2 separate regions of the Triticum aestivum genome follow, and region 1 is linked to region 2. Evidence: chromatin contacts called from public Hi-C data. All regions are on one chromosome and are shown on one strand. The core of a region is the stretch at or near the end of the contact, and the rest is flanking DNA. Distances in the headings are between cores, read along the strand shown. Region 1 holds the start of LOC123149012 (LRR receptor-like serine/threonine-protein kinase SIK1). Region 2 holds the start of LOC123150034 (spastin).

The links. Hi-C and Micro-C count contacts between places; a contact is called where the count stands out from the background.
Region 1: a Hi-C map of leaf shows a contact between it and region 2, with 2.6 times the contacts expected there. The contact joins the promoter of LOC123149012 here to the promoter of LOC123150034 in region 2. A contact is called at or near these places in 2 of 5 Hi-C or Micro-C datasets (both in leaf).

The regions. Positions count from the first base shown.
Region 1 is chr7A:35,144,753-35,151,468 of IWGSC CS RefSeq v2.1, reverse strand. LOC123149012 (LRR receptor-like serine/threonine-protein kinase SIK1) reads right to left here and starts at 3,195. Exons shown (of 26, transcript XM_044568540.1): 1 at 2,709-3,195; 2 at 2,263-2,334; 3 at 1,921-1,992; 4 at 1,689-1,760; 5 at 1,293-1,364; 6 at 1,040-1,111; 7 at 866-937; 8 at 710-781; 9 at 551-619; 10 at 368-439; 11 at 200-271; 12 at 43-114. The coding sequence starts at 2,941.
Region 2 is chr7A:34,697,680-34,704,404 of IWGSC CS RefSeq v2.1, reverse strand. It overlaps LOC123150034 (spastin), which reads right to left and starts at 4,224. Exons shown (of 13, transcript XM_044569834.1): 1 at 3,865-4,224; 2 at 3,676-3,767; 3 at 3,261-3,280; 4 at 2,545-2,785; 5 at 2,363-2,458; 6 at 2,180-2,295; 7 at 2,019-2,099; 8 at 1,210-1,333; 9 at 540-589. The coding sequence starts at 4,136.

The DNA.
Region 1 (6,716 bases), core at 1,946-4,445, 450 kb before region 2:
ATTAAAGCAGAGTATTATCAACATCAGCAAACAATCACTTACAGGTAGCTAAGTTTAGTCATGTTCCCAAGTTCCGGGGGTACTTCACCAGTAAGTTTATTGCCATGCAAATATCTGAAGATAAATGGAGCCAGAAAATGTTAATAGAAGAAAGCAATATTGTTTCAGTTAAAAGATAGATTTTGCAGATGATACTAACAGTTTGCCAGTGTAGGACAGGTTGCCGAGTATCGGAGGAATGGCCCCTACTAGTTCGTTTTCGCTCAGATCACTGAGAAACAAGAGTTGGACACAAAAAACTCATTATCGAATATTTCATCAGCTAACACCTATGCAGAGTAAAGTGTTGTGCATTGCTTTTACTCACAGAACAGCAAGAGCTTGCATGAGGCCAATCACTTCTGGAATTTTCCCAGTCAGTCTATTTCCTTGAAGTGACCTATGAAAGATAAACACAAGCATTTAGCATAAGTCTCAATGTGAACAGTATATTACAAGAGTACAAATAAGCTAAAATATAGAAGAATTGAATGAAATCAGGAGGGCTTACAGTGTAGCTACTTGAAGGAAACCTATGTTGTAAGGTATTTCTCCAGAGATTTTGTTATATGAAATGTCCCTGTGTTCCATAAATGAAATTTATAATCAATAAAAATCTTGACAAATGAGCACCAATACATCGATGATACAATCTTAGCAAGCAACATACAGAATCTCAAAGCTAGTGCAGTTCCCTATGCTCTGTGGAATTGTTCCTGTTAGATTGTTGCCCCTCACATCACTGCAGATTTGGAAGAAATTTCAGTGCCGATAAGATCAGTTTGCATGATATAAAGCAGCATCTCCAAGTAAGCACAAAACTTACAAGTACCACAGGCCAGTGAGTTGGCACATGTCAGGTGACAAGGTTCCAGTCAGTGAGTTACCCCTCAAGCCTCTGAAAATGAAGAGGATAACAATGTTAGCATCTTCTTTTATACCGACTGACTGCCGAGCGAATCTGTAAGCGAAAATAACATGGTGCAGGGGAACTTCTTACAGGTATTGCAGAACTTCATTCCAGTAGATGAGCCTTGGGATGTCGCCTGTGAGCTGGTTCTGCGCCAGATCCCTATTCCAGGTAGAGAAATGATAATTTTCAGTACTAAGAACCACATGAGGCAGAAAAGGGAAATGTCCCCAAGATAAACACTTTGAAGGCAGTATGGAAGGTAAAAGATAGATCATCAAGTTTTCCCAAGAATCCCACAATAAGTAGAGTCACGGGGAAAGAAAGGTACTAGGAAACTCACAGGATCTTGAGATTTGGAATCTGGGACAATGTGGAAGGAATGGGACCCGTGAGCTGGTTGTTCTTCAGAATCCTGCAGCCAGAATAAAGAGAAAAGTAAGCATCTTAACTGAAGCATTTTCAACCATAGAAATTTGACAGCAATCCATAAACCACAGAGAACCAAAACTTAAACTAGTTTCACAGCAATGTTTCTGTTATAACCCCAAACCATGCTTTGACCCCAAAACATCCATAAATAAAAAGAGATAAAAGCAAGTAGCCTCTCATTCCTCAGTATAATCCCAAAAAACCCCAAAGATGGGGGGTGAAAAAGTGATCATATCTCAGAAAAAGGCATGGCTGTGCCAAAACCCAAAAGGCAGGCAAGATGAACAAATGATAATCCAGTGCTTACAAATCCTCGAGTTGCTTGAGCTTGGAGATGGAGAAGGGGATGTCTCCATACAGCAGGTTGAAGGACAAATCCCTGCATGGCACACAGCACAGCACACACACAAGAAGAGGCACAGGTCAACTATAAAAATACTAGTACTAGTACTACTAACAAGAACCATCCATCTCTACAGCAGAAAGGTGGGCGTATAGTAAGTGGGACAATAAAAGAAGACCCGGATTGGGTGGCGTACAGGTATTTTAAGGAGACGCAGTCCCCAATCTCGTCTGGGATTTGGCCTGTGAGCCTGTTCCCCTTGAGATCCCTGCACAAGCAAAGGAAAAAAAAGCAAATCATTAGGGCCGAGAGAGATAAACTAATCATGAAATCAAGGAGGGTGTGGTAGGCTGGTAGTAGGCTTGACATATAAAATAGTAAAGAAGCTTTGTCACATCACGGCATGAGGGGTCAAATCGGATGGATGGATATTTTAAAGAAAGAGAGAGGGATGGGAAGATTCAGGCGCCGTCAAATGCACAAAATCTTAAGAAGATGCAAGGGGGAGGGGGGAGGGATGGTGGTCTGTGCTGCTTACACGAACTGTAGGGCCTTGAGCTCCCCTATCGCCGGCGAGATCTCTCCGCCCAGGTTCAGATTTGACAGGTTCCTGCATTTTTTTAATTTTATTCCAGGGAGAAAACCAATCACTCGTCAGAGATAAATAATAATACTCCAGTGTATTTGAGTAGCGAAACAGACAGAGGATCGTTTGTTGTGCGAGAATGAACCGAGGGGATAATCGGTCCCCTGAGAGAAAAAAAGCACATTTATTTTGTTTTCGGATGTGCAGCGGGAGCAAGCAGCATGTTTGCAAAGAGCGGGCGAGCTTTGAGAGAAAGCAAAGAGCGGCGGCCAAGAATCGAATGAATGGGAGGGGGGGAAAGGCAAAGGGAGAAACTTGTCATGGCGTCGCAATGCCAGCCGGAGAAGGAGCAGTGAGGGGAGGGAGGAAGGAGGATGGGGGGAGAGGGAGGCACGCACAGGGAGAGGACGGCGAAGGAGTTGGCGTCGCAGGCGACGCCCCGCCAGGCGCAGTGGTCGCGGCCGCCGTCCCAGTCGGCGAGCGCGTTGGCGGCGTTGCCGAATCCCGCCTTGACGGCCATCAGCGCCGCCCCGTCCCCTCCCCCTTCCGCCCCCTCCGCCGCCGCCAGCCCAAGAACCACCACCAGTAGCACCACAGTCGCCGCCCACCGCCGCAACGACGACGGCGCCATTCCCTCCCTTCCCTCCGCCGCCTGTGCACTCTCTAAGAAATCAAGAAACCTCCTCCCCGGACGACCGTGGAAGCTACTACTCCTACCACCACTGCTCCAGCACCGCCGCCGCCGCTCCCAGACCCAGACCCAGTCCCATCTGGCGAATGGATGGATGGATGGATGGAGTAGATGGGGGGAGCGAGGGGGAGGGGGAGGGGGGCAATGTATTTGTCGTGGCGACGGACGGATAGCGACGTGACTGTGGTTGCTTTCGGGGGGCAGCCGCTGCGCCGCGCTGCAGGGGAAGCAGGGCCAGCGCCCGCCGCGGTGTGTGTGGTGCCAAGAGAGAGAGAAGCGGGGCCCGCCTTGTCAGCGGGGATGGCCAGCTATACGTGTAGTACGAGAGGGGCGGGATCTCCTCCCGTTTCCTTTCGAACGCCCTCATGTCGCCCGCCGCGGCTTTTTACCGCGACGATGACATGCGGGCCCCGGCGGGCCCGGAGGCCAGGCTGTAGATGGGTGGGCTGTGATTAGATGAGCGGGCCGGCCCGCTCGTAGGTGATTACCGGGGTTTGTTTAGGCCTTGTTCGGTTGCGGGTGAATCCGAGTGGGTTGAAGGGGTTTGAGGGGGATTTAAACCTCTTTTAAGTCAAAATATGAACTAATCCCTGCCAATCCCCTCCAATCCTCTTGAGGAGAGGATTAACCGAACAAAGCCTTAAGGGGAGGGGGTTAACAAGGTTGGAAACGGGATTGGATTGGCGGCCGGATCGGGGTGCGGAGGGGGGCAACTCCGTGGCCGGCGGTGTGGCTGCGGGTGGGCCCGGCTCGGGGTTTAGGGGTCATGCGGCGGCCTTGATGGACGGACGGCGTCGGTGGACGGTGGTCCACGCCCCCAACTGGCCGGCGACGGACCGGCCGGGCATCGGCGCATGCACATTGGCGCGCTCAGGGACTCAAGCTGAAGGTGAGGCCGACGGCCGGCGTGATCGACGGATGGATGGAGCCGGGTAGGTACGTGAAGGAGGTACGACCGTGCATGAATGTTGCGTGGCCGATCAGAATCACAACGACGCTCAGGCTGAGGCTTTGGATTGATCACGGTTCGTGGGATGGATCTAATGAGCGAAGAAGGTTCGGCTCAGCGCAATACTAGAACACAAGGACGCTGGGACAGATACTCGTACTGCATTCCAAGCACGGTTTGGTCGACCGGCGGCAAGCCGTGAACACTGCCTGAGAACCACCGTCACTTTGATTGCCCGCGGCTTTCATTTCTCCACAGGTTTTGTCGTAACTAAATAATCGGATAAATCGGTCGTGCAGGAGGAGGAAACCATTGGCCGAAGGGAACACACAAGAAGATAAAATTGTCTGTGTGTGTGTTTTGTGTGCAGGTCTGATATGAAAAGGGCGCAACATCGATTGACCATTTTTCAGATTTGTAAGGGCATGTACAATGGTGCTATCTTAGAAGTGCCACGTAGGATAGATGATGAGATGGAGGAGAGAGAACTCATAAGAAAAGGCTTGTCTTCTCTTATTTAAGAGAAGACAAGAGGTGATCTCTTAGCACACTATGTGTCACCATTTTTTTAGGAATTGCTAGTTATTGATGATAAAGCTAAGAGATGACCCATTGTAGACAAAAAATTTTGTCATCTTTAAATTACATGCAAGACTTAAGATAAGACTACCTTATCAACCATTGTACATGCCCTAAGGTGGATAACTTTACTAGGCCGCATCCCGCTGGCCCGCAAAACGTGTTTGCGGGCCGACGCGGACGGCCACAGATGCAGACCCCTCAAACAGACCCGCATAAAAGTATATTCGAGGAATATGTTTTTATGCGGGTCGGCTGGCTTCTGCGGGTTCTGCTCGGACACCACCGTAACGACCCATAAACAGAAAAACTGCAAAATCTCGCATTTGACATAGGGTCTCACAAACAAGTTCAAATTCAAACGACATAACACACAGTTTTACGTGCAAATAAAAGTCAAGTTCATTACGGCAAACGCAAAAGAGGGCCTTGCAAAAGTTTGCACCCATGTCCGGCATCATCTTGACCGATCTTTACTCCGCGCCACCGAGTCCATCTTGAAGTTCATCGCCACCACCGAAGCCACCTCCCGCGCTTGTTCCAACTACCGCACCGAAATTATCAACATTGCCACCATATGGAGCAGAAAAAACATCTACAGAATTGTAACACGCACCGGCCGACGCAACAATTCTCCTCTTCAAGATTTCTCTCCTTGCCATATCGTGCCATGTTTTGGTGAGATCGTCCATGTCATTGCGGTTCATTGACATTATCTTGTTCTCTTCGGCGAGCAGCTTGGACATGGCTTTGTTTTCTGCAGCGCGTGCTCTTCTCTCCTCAATGGCAGCTTTGCGCAGCCCCTCTTCTTTGAGCAACTGTCACTTTTTTTGCTTCTCCTTTGCCTTCTTCTCGGCCAATTCTTTCTTGATCTTCAATGACTTCAACAACATCGACTCGTTTGATTGCACCATGGCATCAATCTTCTCCCCCAAGCTCGATGCTTCTTGCTCTCTCTTCATCTTCTCCTTGGTCTTCTTGTCGCCATCGGGCTTGTGCAAATTTCTTGGGCCATCATCATCCTCATTTTCATCCATGTTTGTTAGTAAGCCTCTCTTTGGTGGGGACTCTTTGTCGATCAACTTTCACTTCTCGCACTTTTGGAGCAACTCCCAACAATGCTCTACTTTGAAGAATTTGCCTTCCGAAGCTTCCATGTCCTTGTATCTATGTTGAGAAATCTTGTCCTACAAAACGTGAACAAAGTGATGCAATTATTTCCCATGATGCAAAATATGATGATGCACAACTTGAACAAAGGCAAAACAAACTCGCATAGTGGGACTCCACGGTGCCACTTGGAGGTCCATTGCGTACTTGCTCCAAGCAAGCTGCCCAACGGCTGCACATTGGTTTGATATTCTCCCGGCGCCCTTGAAGCAGCCGAAATGTGCGTGGAGTCCTATTGGGATGCTTTGCCATAATGCGGAAGTATTGATCTTCAATCCTTTGCCAATATCTCTTGGCGGTTTGAGAAGTACCCGTGCATGCATCAAGAGACACCACACTTCATGCTTTGATCAAAGCTTGATCTTCCAAGATCGTGTAATTCTTTGATCTTATAATTTTCCCAGTTTTTGTTTGCGATTGCTCATACGCTTCCGCTTCGATCTCCTCCAATTCGTCCTCACAACCATGATCATCCACGCTGCCCTCCGTTTCATTATAGTCGAATGCGGCGAAAGGGGCTTGATCAATGACAATCGCGTTCGTGTCCAACAAGTTCACGAACTCGGTAGTTGCATTGTTTGAACCACCGCTATAGTGAACAATAACAAGTCACGAGCTATCGGTGATAATGGCGAAAATGAAAGGAAATCGCCATGATCGAAGACGCATACCTTCCGGCCATTTCGTCGAACACCTCGCTTGCGGGGGGAGCGGCACCGTTGAACAGCATAGCCAGAGCACCTCCTTGCGGGGGGATGGAGTGAGAGGATGAAGAAGGTGGCTTCTTTGTAGCCGGAATCTTCCTCCGCTTTACGCCCGCGACCTTGCTGACCTTCTCCGCCACCGGCTGGGATCGCGCTGCCGGGTTGGTGCCCGGAGCGCGGGCCATCGCGGCGGGGGCAGCCGGATTCCCGCCCCGCACGACCACGTTGCCCAGCCGCTTGCGGGCAGGCGCGGCGTTTGCTTGGGCGACGGCGACGAGATCCTCCCGAGGGGAAGGAGCGTGCGCGACCTCGA
Region 2 (6,725 bases), core at 2,975-5,474:
AATGTCCAAAAATGATATGCTAGCATTTGCTATTTTCCATGAACAAGGTTATTTAACAATAGCTTTCAGTTTGCTTTATCAGGATTCAGGAGTTGGTAGCCAGAGAACGTAGAAATCAATTTTAAATAGTGATAATAGAAACGAAGCCAAAATAGGGGATGATAAAGTGCCAGAAACTCAGTAGGAAAACTAGTTCCCTAATGTCCAAAAATGACACGGCAAAATTGATATTTTCCATGAAAACACAGTTATTTAATAATGCTTTCAATTTGTTCTATCAAAAGGAGTTGGCAGCCATAGCAAGGCACTATTTTGAAGTTGTAACTAGAGAAAACTGATAGAATTTTGCTGTTCAGTTCCCGACAATTCTCTGGTTGCCACAGGACCCTGTGTAGGGGGCAAAGGTGTCAAGAACTGGTACCAGCCACCAAGCAGCACATACTCCTGTGCATGGTCTTTTAAATGCAAGATGCAAGAAATTTGTAGACATCATCAAACAGCAACAGTAATCCTAAATATATATGTAAGATCAATCTTACCAATCTTCGAAGAACAGCGTCATCCAACTCTTGTGGTTTATTCGTAGCTCCTAACCAAATGATTTTCATTAACAGAAGATACACACAATAAACAAGAAAATTTCGTACAAGAAAAAAAATAAGTAAATCTGTTGTGTACCATGGTTTTTCTAGATATACCTATGTGATAAAATGTGTATTCATCGATTCATTAACAAATTACAATGAGGGCAAATTATACATCACCCGAGATCACAAACTGGTGTGCCTATTGTGCTGCAAACTGTTTCAGAAATGTCTAATCTACAACTCGTGACAAAAGCAATTCTATGTCCTAAACTAATGCTGCTGAAGTAATGAAGGAACTGAGTATTGGTTCCAAGGGTCATTTATTTGCAGAACTCAACCGCGATTTTATACCACGAAGAGGGAATACACAATAGACCTGATCAAAATACAGGATATACTGCATAACATAATAGCAGCAGCGAAGAAATGCTAAACAGCATTGCATGTCCACAAATTACTGTCCTAGCAAATAAATGTTTACAGTATGGGGATTCTGTATTATATGATTGCGACTAAGTACTAATAGTTACATGATAGCTGTGTCCTAAGTATTTTCACTGGAAGCAAGCATAGTGCAAAAGATAACCAGGATTAAACAATCAAAAAAGAAAGATATGCTTACCTATCACAATTACTAAATCATCTGGGTTTGATGTCACCCCATCAAACTGGATAAGGAATTCAGATTTCAAACGCCTGCTTGCATCATTCTCGCTAGCTAACCTTGTTGACATCACACTATCGATCTGGATGGTAAGGTAAAATACAACAAAACACATCAGATCCCACTTTTATAATCAAAAGGGGAAAGGATACATAAAAAAAAGTTAACAGAAATGTACTTTGTACTTAGTGTTTCTGAAAAAATAGCATTTCAAGATCGTATACTAAGATAGCAGGAATGCAGATACCATATATGTGCTCAACTGCTCATCTAAACTTCTAGGAAGATTTGACTGAAAACGGCAACTTTGTGCATAAGCCTATGCAGAATATGTACAATGTGTAGTGCATACTTCTATTCTGTGTAAATTTAGAAAAAAGCATGTATTTACACTTTTACCTGTAACAAGCGCATGGTTCAAACAAATCAAACACTCCAAAAGAAAACTATTCTGAAAATATGACAAGTGACCAATTTCCCTATCCGAACAACTAGTGATAGCATGGTCAAAATATCATCGACAAGCTTAATAATAAGAAATAAATAAATAAATATTACTACTCCCTCCATTCCTAAATATAAGTCTTTGTAGAGATTTCACTATGGACTACATACGGAGCAAAATGAGTGAATCTACACTCTAAAATGCATCTAAATACATCCGTATGTGGTCCATGGTGGAATTTCTACAAAGACTTATATTTAGGAATGGAGGGAGTAGTACATAATTTCAACAAAATTTGAACGGTAAGGTTTGTAATGAGGACCTCATCCATGAAAATAACAGACGGTTGCCTCTCGACAGCAACCATGAAAAGTGTCCGAACAAGCTTTTCAGCTTCCCCTACCTGTTTTTGCCAACGAAATAAGGTTCAGACAGCAAAATATGCAAGTATCTGACAAAGTAACATATATAGCAACCACATACCCACTTTGATGTCAACGAAGAAGCTGAAACATTAAAAAATGTTGCTTCAGATTCTGACGCAACAGCTTTGGCAAGCATTGTTTTCCCATTCCCCGGAGGACCAAAGAGAAGCAGCCCTGAAGAATAGTTATGAATTTTAGAAAAGATCCAGAGAAAGGAAACCTTCAACACGAACAAGTTTACCTTTCGCAGGCCTCCGAAGACCAGTGAATAAATCCCTTCGCTTAGTAGGTAAGATAACCATTTCCATGAGTGCTTGCTTTGCTTTGTCCAGACCAGCTACAGATCAAACCAGAGAATAATGACACCATGATTAATAACTGGGCTTGAGCCAGAGCGCACAAAGAAAGTCAACGGTTGCATACCAACATCATCCCATCTGACAGATGGACTTCTATCCACGATTGTCGTATTTATCATTTCAACAAGTTTGTCATCATCCTTTCCACCAGCTCTTTGCACTGGCTTGGATCCACCATCGCTATTCTTCTGATGAGAGGACGCTTGACCACCTCTGTTAAAGGTGGGGTTAGACTGCACAGCTGACTTACGGAAGCTAGTTGATGCTGGTCTCTCAGGCCTATTTACTTGATTGTTTGTAACAACCTGCAGAAATAGCGCACATGGTAATGGAGGACTTTTCGACCAATGCACTCGCTGCAAAGTACTCCTTAAAAAGAAAATAGACTTCATAACCTCAATATGTATATAACTATGTAACCCAGGCATCTAGCTAGCTTTCTTTTTCTTACAACAACTTATTTTGATCAATGTTTGCTACCGCACATAACAAGAACTCAAATAGATGCATTATACTAGCACTCCTAATCGGAAGAGTTCACAAGAACAACATATCCATAGCAAGCAGACTTGCATTGATAAAGTAGCACTGCAGCAGTACCAAATCAACAGATCAGTAAAACGCTGTTAACCGGGAAGGAAGCAAATAACATGCCGCAATCGTTTTCACTAAAACGCTAGGTACAAGACAATTCAGAATGTACCAAGTAGACACTAGACAGTTGAAGCTATCAGGCAAACCATGTACCACGTGTAAAAATTCAACACTAGAAGTTTATACCTTCTTGGGGACTGGTGCAGCTGCTCCTACAATGTCAGACAAAATGAAACAAAGTTAAAATCCAACTAATTGAAGTCCATAATTGCAACAGTAGGGAAATGTATGTAGGACCTATGTGAGCAATCAAATCAAACTACTGAAAGTTAACTCCCAATGAATTATAGTCCACAATCGCAAAAGTAGGGAAATGTATTACAATTCACTAATGGAATCATATAGGCATTAACCCCTAAATTTACACAATTATGAAGTGATTAACACAACAAAACTACAGCTACGATCACAAGAATGTTGGCTGCTTCTAACGTGTTCGGACTGACAAGTGCACACACATCGCTGAACAAGTTTCACATGCGCACAAACTTGATAAGTCGGGAAAACTGGGGAGAAGACGAAGAGGGGGGGAGAGGCTCACCGCTCCTCCCGCCGAGCACCCTGAGCCGCTCCTCCACCTGCGTCTGCCACTTGGCGATCTTGTCCTGGTACACCCTCACCTGCCCCCTCTCGCTGCAAACCCCCCACACAGCACACCAATCAGCGACCTCAATCAAACCCTAATCAAGCCGCGCGCGCGCAGCGGAGGGAAGGGAATCAGAGAGGGGACCTGGAGGAGACGGCGTCGGGGACGCGGGCGGCCTTGGCCTCGAGCATGACGCGGAGGGCGTTGCGGTAGTGCGCCTCGGCGTCGTCGGGGAGGCCCCACTCCTCGGCGCGCACGGCCTTGTCGATCTCCTCCTTGGCCAGCTCGAAGTAGCCCCGCAGCTTCACGGCCACGCGCTCCCCCACCACGGCCGCCGCCGACGGCGCCGGCGCGTCCATGTGCGGCGCGAAGAGGAGCGACGAGAGGGAGTCGGCGAGCGCGCGGAGGAAGCTCATGCGCCGGCGGGGGGGAGCATCGTCGGAGATTCGCCGGAGGAGGGGAGGGGGAGGAGGTTTGCGTGGGGCCTTGGGGTTGTTGGGGGGGAGAGGCCGGAGAGTCTAGTCCCCCGCGGCACGCATCTCCCGTGGGCCGACGCTGCCGTTTCTCGGGCCGGATGGACCATGGCCGCACTCGCGTGGCCCGCCCTACCCCACACGGTTATATCTCGCTTCATACGAATATAGTTCATGGAGTTAGGAGCTCAAATATCGAGGCCCACAAGTTTGTGAGACACGGGGTTTGGCTCTCATGTTTGGTTAGACCAACTTGATGATCTTTTTTTCGTCCCTGTAAAAGGAGACAGCCTTGGGGCAGCTATGGCTATAGCCCCAGGCCTAGGAACAACTTCGCTCAACATAGCATAGCCGCAGGCTTAACCTGCTGCTAGCTCCGCCACTGACTGTAAACACTGTGACAATTAAATAAAGAGCTTCAGAGTTTGTCTTAAAAAGAAAAGCCTACCTTGACACACAAAAAAGATGGAATCTGCTATCAATTCAGGCGCAGCACGAGCGGCCCGGCTCAGGACTCCCTCGTTTAAGGTTCCCTCGTTGTACTTTTCTTCTGCTTTCTCTTTCTTTTTGTTTGGTTATTTCTGTTTTTTCATAGGTTTTCTTCCATTTTTTCTTTGCTATGACTTAGTTTTATTTTCATTTTTACTGGTTTTCTTCATTTCTTTTTTGGTTTTCACAGATTTTTTTTGTTTCTTCCTTTTTTACTTTTACTCTTTCTTGCTTTTTTTCTCTCTTTCCTTATTGCACTGTTTTCTTGGTTTTCTTATTTGCCTTTTTGTTATTTACTTTCGTTTCTTTATTAGTTTTCTTTTGATTTTTCCTTTTATATTTTCACCACGTGTCTACATTGTTTTACGCATTATACATTTTCCATACATGACAAAAAACTTTTACATACATGTTTAATATTTTTCAAATTCATGATGAACATTAATTTTAAATAAATATTTCAATATCTATTCTGGTATATATATATAAATAATATTTTCTAAGTAAATACAACTTTAACCATTTTCATATATATGACTAATTTTTTCAAACATATATTTTGATGTCTAATTTCTTCATGCAAATTGTACATTTTTCTTACATGATACATTTTTTATACATGTATAACCTTTTATATATACACCTTTGACATTTTTCATATACATGACTAACATTTTTTTAAACTTATATTTTTTGATACATCAGGAACATTTTCATATACATATTATACATTTTTGTATACATCATGACCATTTTATATACATGTTTCATTTTCCAAATACATTATTCATATTTTTTAAACCTATAATTTTTATTTCTAATTCTTTTCATACTCACTGTACATATTTGTAAACATCGGAAACATTTTATATACACATTTAACTTTTTCAAATGCATGACTAACCTTTTTTTAATGTTTTATGTAATTGTTTTTGTAATATATATAAATATTAAGAATATTTGGATGTATAAACTAAAATATAAAAATAAATCATAAAAACAAAATGAAAAGTCATAAAAAAGCAAAAGTAGGCAGTTACTTGGCTGGCGCATCTCGCGGTCACCTTCAGGCCAGGCTATCTCCATCTCAAGCCAAGCGAGAGATATAGGGTTGCCCACCAAATAGCGACCAAACATGTACCCCCACTCACCCACTATGTAAACTTGGGCCAGCCCAACAAGCTCCCTCCTACTTTCGTAATATTCGGTCTTTTTCTAATTTTTCTTTCATTTTTTTGGCTTTTTTCATCTTCGCTCTAACCGATTTTTCATTTTCTATTTTCATTTATTTTTATTATTTTTAAATCTCATGTTTGCTTTATCTTTTCATTTTAATTTTGCTTTATCTTTTATGTGTTTTCTTTCTTTTTATTTTTCATTTTGCGAACAACTTCCAAATTCGTGAATTTGATATGAAATCAGGCATATTTTCGTATTCATTATCGTTATTCAAAATCTTCAAATAAAAAATCAAATTGTAAAAAAATCATATTAGGAAAAAATTAAATCATGAATAATTTTTGAATCACGAACATTGTTTTACAAATTATGAAACACTTATTGATTTGAATATTTTTATGACACTAGAGAAAGTTTTAATTAACCGGTAAACATTTTTTGAATCAATGATTGTATTCATGAACATTTTTTTACAAACATTTTTTGAAATGCATGAACATCTTTTCGGTTCAATGATATTTTTTTGAATTTATGAACTCTTTCGGTAATATGGGAACAATTTTTGAAATTGGTAACCATTTTTTTAATTTCAAAAAAAAAATTAATTCATGAAAAAAACTGAATATGCAAAAAATTCTCAGAATCAAGAACATTTTTAGATTTCCCAGAAAAATCAAAATCACGAACCATTTTTGAATCCACGGACATTTATTTATTCCCGAACATTATTCAAAATCATGAAAAAATTATTCATTGACATTTTAGTACTTCCTGATAAAAAACCATTTTTGAAAAAATTACAACTTATTTGAAATCCCGAATTATTCTATAGAGTAAGGATAAAAAAGAGAAAAGATAAAACAT